Regions from separate parts of the Gossypium hirsutum genome. Here region 1 is linked to region 2. Evidence: chromatin contacts called from public Hi-C data. All regions are on one chromosome and are shown on one strand. Each heading gives the region's core, a stretch centred on a gene start, on an enhancer-like site or on the middle of the called end of the contact. The rest is flanking DNA. Distances are from core to core; before and after follow the strand shown. Region 1 holds the start of LOC107932224 (transcription factor RAX3). Region 2 holds the start of LOC107932189 (NADP-dependent malic enzyme).

Evidence for each region. Hi-C and Micro-C count contacts between places; a contact is called where the count stands out from the background.
Region 1: a Hi-C map of leaf shows a contact between it and region 2, with 2.1 times the contacts expected there. The contact joins the promoter of LOC107932224 here to the promoter of LOC107932189 in region 2. A contact is called at or near these places in 6 of 34 Hi-C or Micro-C datasets (leaf and seedling).

What each region holds. Positions count from the first base shown.
Region 1 is chrD07:1,127,355-1,133,085 of Gossypium_hirsutum_v2.1, forward strand. It overlaps LOC107932224 (transcription factor RAX3), which reads left to right and starts at 3,137. Exons shown (of 3, transcript XM_016864184.2): 1 at 3,137-3,349; 2 at 3,439-3,568; 3 at 4,172-4,988. The coding sequence starts at 3,214. The coding sequence ends at 4,670.
Region 2 is chrD07:998,130-1,003,616 of Gossypium_hirsutum_v2.1, forward strand. It overlaps LOC107932189 (NADP-dependent malic enzyme), which reads left to right and starts at 3,152. Exons shown (of 19, transcript XM_016864141.2): 1 at 3,152-3,757; 2 at 3,843-3,963; 3 at 4,044-4,118; 4 at 4,595-4,746; 5 at 4,825-4,930; 6 at 5,026-5,091; 7 at 5,206-5,301; 8 at 5,377-5,448. The coding sequence starts at 3,606. LOC107932268 (probable RNA-dependent RNA polymerase 5) reads left to right here. Exons shown (of 19, transcript XM_016864236.2): 19 at 96-518. The coding sequence ends at 332.

The sequences.
Region 1 (5,731 bases), core at 1,887-4,386, 130 kb after region 2:
TTAAATCAAAAGGCTAATGGTGATGTTGAAAACCTTTGATAGAAACAGCTACACATTATCTTTTGGACTTTTTTTCTTCTTTTTTTGAAGTAGGTAATTATGATATTATATAATCCATAGAGAAAGGAGCTACGATGAGGCATGGTTTTAAATTTGGGATAATTTAGAAGTTAGTCCATATAATTTTTTATGTTCACGACTTTTATTTTTTTATTTTTTAGATTTTAAAATTTAGGTCCAATCATTAAATATTCGTGAAATTATTTTTTTAAATTCAAGTTCATTATAATGTTGTTTTTCTAATTACATGGCTACCCAGTCAATACTTTTTATTTCAAAAATGTTAGACCAACAAATTTAACGAGATTTTTTTAAACAGTGTTAACAAATAGACATTAATTTTGAAATCAGGAAATAAAATCACAAGGATGAAATTCCAAATTTGAAAAAAAGTACAGGGACTAATGGAATATTTTAACCATATATATGTATAGATAATATTTCAATGATTTGACCATATTATTTACATTCTATTTATGTAAACAATCATGTCAAATATTGAGTAAATTAAAAATTATCTTACCTTTACTTTTTTGTTTTATGTAAAAAGAAATGGATGATATGTAAAATTATACTGATGTATTTAATGGTCGGATTGTTAAAATATTAATTATACAAAAAAAAAAGTATGGAGGTTTGTAAAATGATGTGGATCCATCACCCTTCAACACATATACGTATGATAAACTATAATAGAGGCCACTCGACTATTAATACATTCGGGTTTGTATCGTCCCAAAGTTTAAATTTATGAAATGTTCTTTTTTGACTCTGTCAACAAACCATGGAAAGTATTTGGTACACTGTCAGTGAAAATTTTAGACTTCACGAGTAAGGTTAAGGGGTTGACAAGTATCCTATTCGGGTATAGTAAAATATTAAAAAATAGATATTTAAAAAGAGAGAGACACGTGTCAGTTTGTTAAAAATAGATATTAAAATTCTTTAAAATTATCATTAAAAAATATATATATATCAAAATCCTAAAATATCCCAATCCCATTATTTATTGGCAGCCCAGTTAAGAAGGGGCCACTTGAAATAACACTTGTATTTTCTATTGGACCACTTTTTGGCATTAGTTTATTCAAGGTATCCATGAGTGAAGACCATGGACCATTGATTTGGGCCCAACAATAATGTGGTTCTAGTATTAAATTTATATTTTGCTGTTTTTTTTTTCTTTTTCAATTTTGATTATATTAATTAATAAACTTAGCATATTAATGAAACATTATCATTATAACAGGTGTAAAGCATAATTTGACACTTCTTCCATTTCTTTTGTTCTTTTTATTATTTATTTCATAACACATATAAAATTATTAAATTAAAACAATTTTAAAAAATTAAAAAATATAGGTAGACCTAAGATGCACTTGTATCAAACATTTACAAATGTGACGGGCTTGGAATACATTTTAGGCCTATGTTTCAAGCTGGGTTTAGCTTAGACTAGCATAAAGTGTGTCGACATCACGCTTAAGCCTGACCCAACCCGTTAACAGCTCTATTTGCAATTGTCTCTTATAATAACCATTTAGTCATCATTCTTTCTCAAAGTAGAATTAAATTAATACAAACCACAAACTAATTAAAAATCGAAATAATCTCATATGGTGGGTTGGAAACCAACATATAACAATTGTGCATGATAAACTCGACAGAAAATTAAAATATGCCATAAATTTTTATACTTTTTAAATTTTAAAAATTATTCTCTAATTCTTTTAGCGATTTAGTCCCTCTATATTTCAAATTTCAAAATTCAGGTTTAATTATTAACACTATTATTATTTTTTAAAAATTCAAGTTAATTACAACGTCATTTTTTAATTACATAACTATCAAATGATTTTTTTTTAAATTTCAAAAATGTCATCAATAAATTTAACCAAAAAAATAACAACATTAACAATAAAATTTAAATTTTAAAAAATAAAAAAGTAATTTTCTAAAAATAAAATATAAAGACTAAATTTCAAAAAATACATAGAGTTAATTACATATTTTAACCTAATATTACGGTCCATTGGCTTAATTTTGTTTTTGTTTTTCTATAAACAGAAATGGTAAACTGTTTGGGCAAAAATGATATGTAAAAAATGGTCAAATATGAAAGGGAGAAGTAGAAACCGCGTGAAAACTTAATCAAAGCTAAAAGTACTTCACATTTGTTTCAGTCATCTTCACTGTGCTTATGTAAGAAAATAATTTGCCAATTTTGACCCAATTCCAAATTTTCACTTCATTAATTTAAATTGAAAATCTAATTTTATCTTAAAAAATTTAGGATTCGAATAAAAATGATTAAACATAAAATAACTCGTGTATGAAATAACTTGAATTTAAAAAATTTTATAGGTAAAACCCGAATAGCCTTGTTTAGGGAATGTCACTGTTACTCTGAGAGATATCTTTTTGGAGTGTTGTTAGGGAAGTCGAGGAGCCCCTCAATAATGGAAGTATTTTGCCCAAGGTGTTTATGCTCAGTTATAGTTTTGGGTTTTGTCTCCCGATTTCGACTAGAGCCAACAAGTTCACGGCGCTTGGGGGAACGCCTTGCCACGTACCAACGAAATGTTTAGCATTGGGTAATTATCAAGCTGAGCTTAAGCTATCGATTGAGCCCAATTTGAGCTTAATAATACTTGAATTGAACGGCTTTCAAGTCTTATTGAACTTTTTATATTTCTATATTATTAAATTATATTATTACCCTTAATATACATAATTAACCCTAAACGTAATTATCAAGCCAAATTCAAGAAGCTCGATTATATCTTGAGCCAAATTCTAGCTTAAAAATAACTATTTAACTAAGCTCAAGTCAAGTATCAAGCTCAAACTCGGGAGTATTAAGACTTGGCTCAGCTCGGCTCAATTATACATTTAACTAGGTGGTTGACTTTCACTTGTCACCCTAAACAAGTAAATAATTTCTAGGAAAGACCGGGCCCCCAAAATTGAAGAAAATTATGCAATTGGTCCCTTTTCTTTTGTTTAATTGTCGAAAAAAGTCAACTTTCACAATGGTTTTTTATATCCAGAGTCCATGTCTTAAAAACCCACAGCTAGCAAAGACATTTCGTTTAACACCCCCCCTCTCATAATTTTATCATTTTGCTTTTGCTTTGAGTTTCTTGTTTATCAATGGTAAGAGCTCCTTGTTGTGATAAATCCAACGTTAGAAAAGGACCATGGTCCCCCGATGAAGATAACACCCTCGTAAACTACATTCACAAACATGGCACTGGGGGCAATTGGATTACTCTTCCTCGTAAAGCAGGTTTCTTACCATACATACATGCATACATACACACATACATACATGCATGCATGCTTGCATACATAATGATGATGACGATGATGTTACAGGCCTTAAGCGATGTGGGAAGAGTTGTCGTCTACGTTGGCTTAATTATCTAAGACCAGACATCAAGCATGGAGGGTTTTCCGAGGAAGAAGATAACATCATTTGCTCCCTTTATAGTACCCTAGGAAGCAGGTATGTTAATTCAAAATCCCTAAATTGTTTAGTTTGCTCGAATTTTGGAGATGATATTATTGAGAGGTAGTGATCAAGTTCAAATATGAAGATTATGGTGAATAAGTTTAGGTTAAAAATTGCTACGAGTCACTATACTTTGCAAAAGTTATGAATTTAGTTTCTATACCTTAATTTGATCAATTATAGTCCTTTTACCTTTTGGATTGGTCAATTTTAGTCCTGACCAAAACAATAAAAGTTAAATTCAATTACTAGTCATGTACTATGTGTAGAGTTGTAGATTTAGTTCATATTTTCTAATTGGATCATTTTAAATCTTTATACTTTTCACAATATGAAATTTTAGTCTTGACACAAAATGGCATTTGTTAATCCATTAATTGGTTTTTTAGTGAGTGATATATTGAAAAAAAAGAAGCTGGCATGGCATTACATATGATAATATCTTTGCTGCATTAGATTTTGGAAATAACAGAACCTAGCTTAATTTAATGAATTTAATATTTATAGTTTGATGAGGACTAAATCGACAAAATTTATAAAGTATAGGGTCTAATAGCAGAATTTAACCATAATTTTATGTATTGTTGGTTGGTTTAGGTGGTCTGTTATAGCTGCTCAACTGCCTGGAAGAACAGACAATGATATAAAGAACCATTGGAACACCAAGTTGAAGAAAAAACTATTGGCCGCAAAGATCAAAGGCGGCAACAATGAAATAACAACAACCATCTCAGCAGCACCATTTTGTAAAGCTGTAGGTTCCGATGGAAGCAGCCGTACTACATCGTCTTCTTACATGACAGACATGAAAACATACCAGAAAAAGTACTATGAGTATCCAGCACTGGTTTTGGACCAAACTGATCAGTTTTCAATGCCATATCTTCCCTTTGAGAACAATTATGGAGCCGCTTGGTGTAGCAATGGAGTTAGTAATGAAGGTCAAGGGATGATGGTGGATCATTTTGTTGATTTTGAGGTTGACCCACAACATGTTTTGAGTGGTTCAAGCTTTCAAGAGGAAAATATCAATGGAGTTGGTGATGATCCATGGTTTGGGATCCTTTCTGCTATACATTACAACATCTTTGACTAACAAACAGACTGTTGTACCCTAATGTAGTCCATGATATATATATATAAACATTGTCAAAGGAAGCAAAATATGTTTTTTTAAAAGAGGGGAAACTATTAAATGTTTGATAAAGTGGAGAGACAAATAATAGTTGTTATAATTAGATGTTTAATAGGGTATGAAAATGGGAGTTCAATGTAACTGATGATTTTAAAAGTAAACTAGTAGGAATGGATTATGAAATCGGCAGATCAATGTGAATGAATAGTGACGTGGGTTGTACTTTCTCTCTCTCTCTCTATATTAGTAAATAAAAAATAAAAATATATATTTTTTAAAGTTGAGTAGTGGTATCATTATTATTGTTACAATAAGAAGGACTTGGGTTGGAGCGTACTTAAGCGCGTTTTTTCATTTGATTTAAGGGTTTAGAGGTTATGAATCGATATAAGCATTATATAAAAATATTATGTATTTTTAAGGCTACTTTTCTTTTTTAAAGTTTATATATATATTAGAATATGTTATTTGTTTCATAGCTTTAATTTGAGCCGTGGATCGTATTCCAAAGACAGAAATCCACACATTAATAGCATGTTTGATTCTAGCATTGAATAGATTGGCGGATACGAGTATTTGTCCATTTGTAATGGAAATCACATTAGTAGGAATATACGTCGAGACGTCTCCCGACTTGGGTCTCAACTATTGGTAAAACAGTCATACTTCCTTCACCTAACAGAAAACTTAATTTAGCGGCTTTTTCTAAAAGATGTGAATGCAAATAAAAAACATCTCCTAGATAAGCTTCATGACTCGACGGTCTTCATAATGAAAGAGATGTTTGGTGATAAGCCCGTGTTTACTTGGAAAAATCATCATAAATGATTAATGTGCGTGGTTTATACAAATATGTTTATAAAATAATAATATAACAAATAAATGAGGATTTATATTATGATTTATATGTTTAAAATGGTGAAGTTAATATATTAAATACTATGATGTTTTAAGTTCAAATTATATTATGCGTGAATTTTTTTAGATTTTACATAAAATATAAAATAATAAAAATACTCTCA
Region 2 (5,487 bases), core at 1,902-4,401:
CAGATTAAGTTTTCAAGTTCAGGTCATGATTAATAGCTCTAGTCGATTCTTAGCTTCACAAATCTAATTGAATACATATATTTTTGCGGGATTAGGAATTGTATGGAGGTGCAGAGTTGGTAGTGAGACAAAGACCAATGAACCAAATCAGTGAGGAAGCTTTTGCCATTTACAACATTTGCTATGACTATGCCATCAAAATAAACGATGTTGGCAAATGTGGGTTCGCTTGGAAAGTTGCTGGCTCAGCCCTTTTGAATCTGCATGTCTTGGGGCTGGATGAAAAGACACTCTCATGTGCTCCATCAGTGTTGAAAGAACTTTTCTCGTGAACTAATAATGTTGTATGTAATAATAATAGCTTTAAGTGTTTTGCAATTATGTGCTTAATTTGAAATTTAGTTGTTTGTGTGTATTTATATATACTATGTATTTATATCTACTATGTAGTTTGAAGTCTCCCTTATGGGTTTTCAATCCTTAAAAAATCAATATATCGTGGTGTTTTTTCCCTAAAATACGGAATGTCTTTTTCTTTTTTTTCTTTTTTAATTGTAAGAATCAATACGGAAGAAGATAGGCAGAGAAAGGTGGCAGTTCACTCTTAGAGGGAGAGGAGCCGTTGGGACAAAATGGTGGAAGAGAAGAAGACTTCGGGAGATGAGAGAAGAGGGAGTTGCTCAGTTTAGTGAGAGAGTAAAGATTGTTTCTTGCCCTACTGTTCAGGTGTGAAGACAAGTATATGGAATACTAGATACATCACGTGTAAGCATTGTGGTAGCTGCAAAGTCACATTTTATCCCCTTATAAGGGTGGTGATGTGACTCTGTAGATTAGGGGCGTGACATGGTAGGATGGTAATTTTAAAACGCTCGAGGTATCTCTAACGGAGGTAGCTTGTGGTGAAGGTGTGCCCCAAAACATGATATTCATGAGTGACAAATAGAAGTATTGCGAAGGTTGCAAGCGTAGTGTAACAATTTTAAATATCATATAAAAGGACAAGCTTAATACGTTTAGTAAATATAACAAATAAAATAGGATATATATTAAAATAGAGGTGTTCATGGGCCCGGATCAGGTTGAGTTTGCGTCGATCTTAAGCATGCTATTAACATATTTTATGTTTGTCTAAACTTAATTCGGTCTGAAATTTGAGCTTAAAATTTTGTTTAAACTCACTCATCTTTGTAAATAATTAACTCAAGTCTATTTAAATTCGCTTAAAAAATGATATTTATATTATTTAATATTCAATCTTTTAAAATTTTAAATATAGTCAATAAATTTTAAATATTTACGTTATTGTAGTATTAGATATTATTATAGATTTAATTTTTATGTTTTATAATTTACATAATATATAAAAATAACATAATATAAATAAACTTAAAAAAGGGTCTGCATCTTTAATGTCTAAGCTCGAGCCTAATCTTGACCCATATTTTAAATAGATCTAATTTTTTTTTGTCAAAATCTATTTTTTAAGTTTTATATTTTTTGTCCAAACCTTTAAATTTAACTTGACCTATGAATATGTCTATATTAAAATAAAATAAAATTATCAATATGCATTTATTCATATTGTGTAAAATATTAAATATTTAATAATTTATTTTATATTTATATTATATTTTTAAAATGAAAAAAAAAACCGATGATAAAAGACAAGATATATACTTACAAAAACATTCATATCTATGAGATACTGAAAAATATCTCAACTCTGAATTTATTTAAAACTTAATATATCAATGAGATACTGAAAAATGTCGAAATTGTATTATTATTGAATAAAGGAGTATATTCTAATGAATGATGCCATTAACATTCATGGGACCTCAATGACCAAAGTGCTGTTAATGATAGAGAAACATAAGAAAGCTAAGCCTTTCTTTTATTGACAAATGACAAAACTCCGCCACCCACCACCACCACTTGGTCACCACGTTTGGCCTAAATCTGCCACCTAGCCACCCCTCCCCATTGTTTTCATATATTTTATATAATTTTTAATAATCGAAACCTTCCAAAATAGGACAACACAAAGGTTATTTGTTAAAAGTATTAATAGAGTTCGCAGCTCAGACGACTTTTTTTAGAAATATACATTTAACCCCTAAACTTAGTAGTTTCTTTCACTTTGGTTTTTAAATATTTTTTATTTACATTAATCTTGAAAATTGATCCTTGAACTTAAGTTCTTTAAAGTATCATGATATGATACTGTGATATTATGTCATATGATCACTTGAATTTTTTTTCCTTAATACCCATCCAAGGATGGAGTTGAAAAACACCAAATTTAGGGACTAAATATTATTATTTTTTCTTAATACCCATTTCTTTTAAAAATATAAAGTTAAAAAAAAATCTATGTTATGAATATCTTATTAAGTGGAAGTCCATCATGATCAAGATAAAGTTTTAATATACTTTAAATTCTAATAGTTATTAAAATTCGATCTCTACTTCTTTTATACTTCTCATGCCTATAAATAGAGACTCTGATGAAATACTATAATCATCCCTTTGATTAATAAAGTACATTCTCTATTACTTTCATATTTTCTTTGTTCTTTATTCTCTCAATCTCTCTTTATTTTGTAACAATTTATTGTTATTCGTATAATTTTTCTTAAAACAAATAAATCAATAAATCTGGTTTGTTCTTTTAATTTTTTTTAAAAGCATTGTTGTATTAAATTTTAAAGCACCGATTTTTAAAAACTAATAAAGATTGTAATTTCAATAAAAAAATTGCATGTTCCAATATTAAAAATAACATTATTATAAGAGGTAACCACAAAATTTAAAAATATATGTAATATCAATATAAAAGATCAAAGAAAAAGGGTTAAATCACATTTTGAACTTAAATTTGATAATTTTTCTCACGTTGAAGTCTGAATTTTGTTTTATCTAATTTAAGTTCTAAAGTTTTTTTTTCTAAATTAATCCTTAAAAATCTTAAAATTTAAATCAAAACAATTATTTTTAGTCCTAACTTGAGAAAAAAACTCAAACCCTAATGATTTGATTAAACAAAATAACTTCCTTTTTATTATTAGAAAGACTTTTGAGGTCTGTTCCACTAGTGCATGACAGTGAAAGTTTATAAAAGGCAGTCGGCACAATGATAAAAGTATGAAATTGTGGCACGAGAATTTGGAATGGATCTCAATTAATTTTATTTTTTACTTTTAATTATCAAAATAATAAATAAATAAAAACACCTCACGTAATTTTTCATAAATTTAATTTATTATTATTATTATTATATTATTCTTATTCATTTTTTCAATTTCCGAAACATGTAATTTTGTTAATTTTTTATGCTAATTTTGTTTAATATATATCTAATCACTCAACTATGATTTTAATTTTATTTTGTTCATCCAATTATTAATTTTTTGATTTATTCATATTTATTAGTCTAATTAAGTCATCAATTTGACTTTTTAACTACACTGAAAGCAGCTGATCAAAGTGTTCTTTGTTTTTCTTTTTGATGTTCTGGGGATTGATTATTTATTTGTATAATATCCACTTGAACTAAATTAAAGAAAACCCAGTAATCATAGTATCAGCTGAAGCAGAGAGAAATGGAGAGCACCTTGAAGGAGATGAGAGGTGGTGAATCAGTACTTGACTTGTCCCCCAAAGCCACCGTCGGTGGCGGTGTTGAGGATGTTTACGGTGAGGATTGTGCCACCGAAGAACAACTTGTCACCCCTTGGACTCACTCTGTTGCAAGGTCACCTTTTTTATGTAAAAGCTTTTGTTTTTGGTTATGGGTTTTTTTTAAAAGGTTTTTTAAACTATTTCTTCCATGGTTACAGTGGATATTCATTGTTGAGGGATCCCCATCATAACAAAGGGCTTGCATTCACCGAGAAAGAAAGGGATTCTCATTACTTGCTTGGGTTACTGCCGCCTGCTGTTGTCACTCAACAGCTTCAGGTTTATATTGAAACCCCTTTTTATGATCAGATTTTGAGGAGTGGTATTAATGCATGTTTTTTGTTTGTTTTAATTCCTAGGAGAAAAAATTGATGGATAACCTCCGGAAATATGAAGTTCTACTGCAAAAATATATGGCCATGATGGAACTTCAGGTCTCACTTTAAGCTTTGGAATTGTTGGGAAAAAGGGTTTGTTGAGGGTCATGGGAGGTCGGACTCTCTCTTTGGAGTCCATCGAGAGTCGATGGACCCCTCAACATTGGAGGAATTGTGCCCGGTGTGTGTAATTTGGTTTTATCCCGGGTTTTGTCTTCATACTCCACAGATTCACGGGAAGGAGCGTCTCGCCCACCAAAGAAATGTGAGCATTTGGCCTCCATGCTCACATTTCTTTGGTCGACGAGGTGCTTTCACACTGTGAACCTGTTGAGACTCTTCGCTGAGTAGGGAGACTAAACAAGGGATAAAACCGAGCATAGACACCCCAGGCACAATACTTACACTGTTGAGGGGTCTGTCGGCTCTTGATGGATGACACTTCTAAGACTTCTCCAAAGAGAGAGTCTGACCTCCCCTCTACAGGTTTTTTTTTTTTTCATTTTTGCTCATTGGTTTTTCACCTTTAACAGGAAAGGAATGAAAGACTGTTTTACAAGCTTTTGATTGATAATGTTGAGGAGTTGCTCCCAATTGTTTATACCCCAACTGTAGGTGAAGCTTGCCAGAAGTATGGAAGCATCTTTAGGCGACCGCAGGGTCTTTATATAAGTTTGAAAGAGAAGTATGAATGTTTCTCTGCTTTTGTATAATTTGAATATCCTAGTGGATTGGCTCAATTTAATTCGACAATAACGTGCAGGGGAAAAGTTCTTGATGTTTTGAAGAATTGGCCTGAAAGGAATATTCAAGTTATTGTTGTAACTGATGGTGAGCGTATTTTGGGACTTGGGGATCTTGGCTGTCAGGTAAATTGATTAAATTAGAAACGTTTTAATGCGGTTTTTGTATTCTGTATTGTAAATGAGTAACTAGTTTGGATATGAGTGTGTTGGAAATTCAGGGGATGGGAATTCCTGTTGGGAAATTGTCTTTGTACACAGCACTCGGAGGGGTTCGTCCTTCAGCGGTAAGCATTGTTATGTTCTTAGGATGAAATTTTACATAGTTAAAGGAGAAGTGAACTTTGGATATAAACGGCACTTGTAATGATGCTATCATAATGATTGATTCCGCCTTATAGTGTTTACCAGTGACCATCGATGTGGGCACAAATAATGAGCAGTTGTTGAAAGATGAGTTCTACATTGGACTTAGACAAAGGAGGGCAACCGCACAGGTTTGCAGATTTTAATATCTTAATTATCATGAACATAACTTATGTTATTCTGAGGTTGTTTTGGTTACATTTTAGGAATACGCTGACTTGCTACACGAGTTCATGAGTGCTGTCAAGCAGAACTATGGGGAAAAAGTTCTTATACAGGTAGGACACTTCCTTTTGTCTTTTAGAATGTATTTTCTT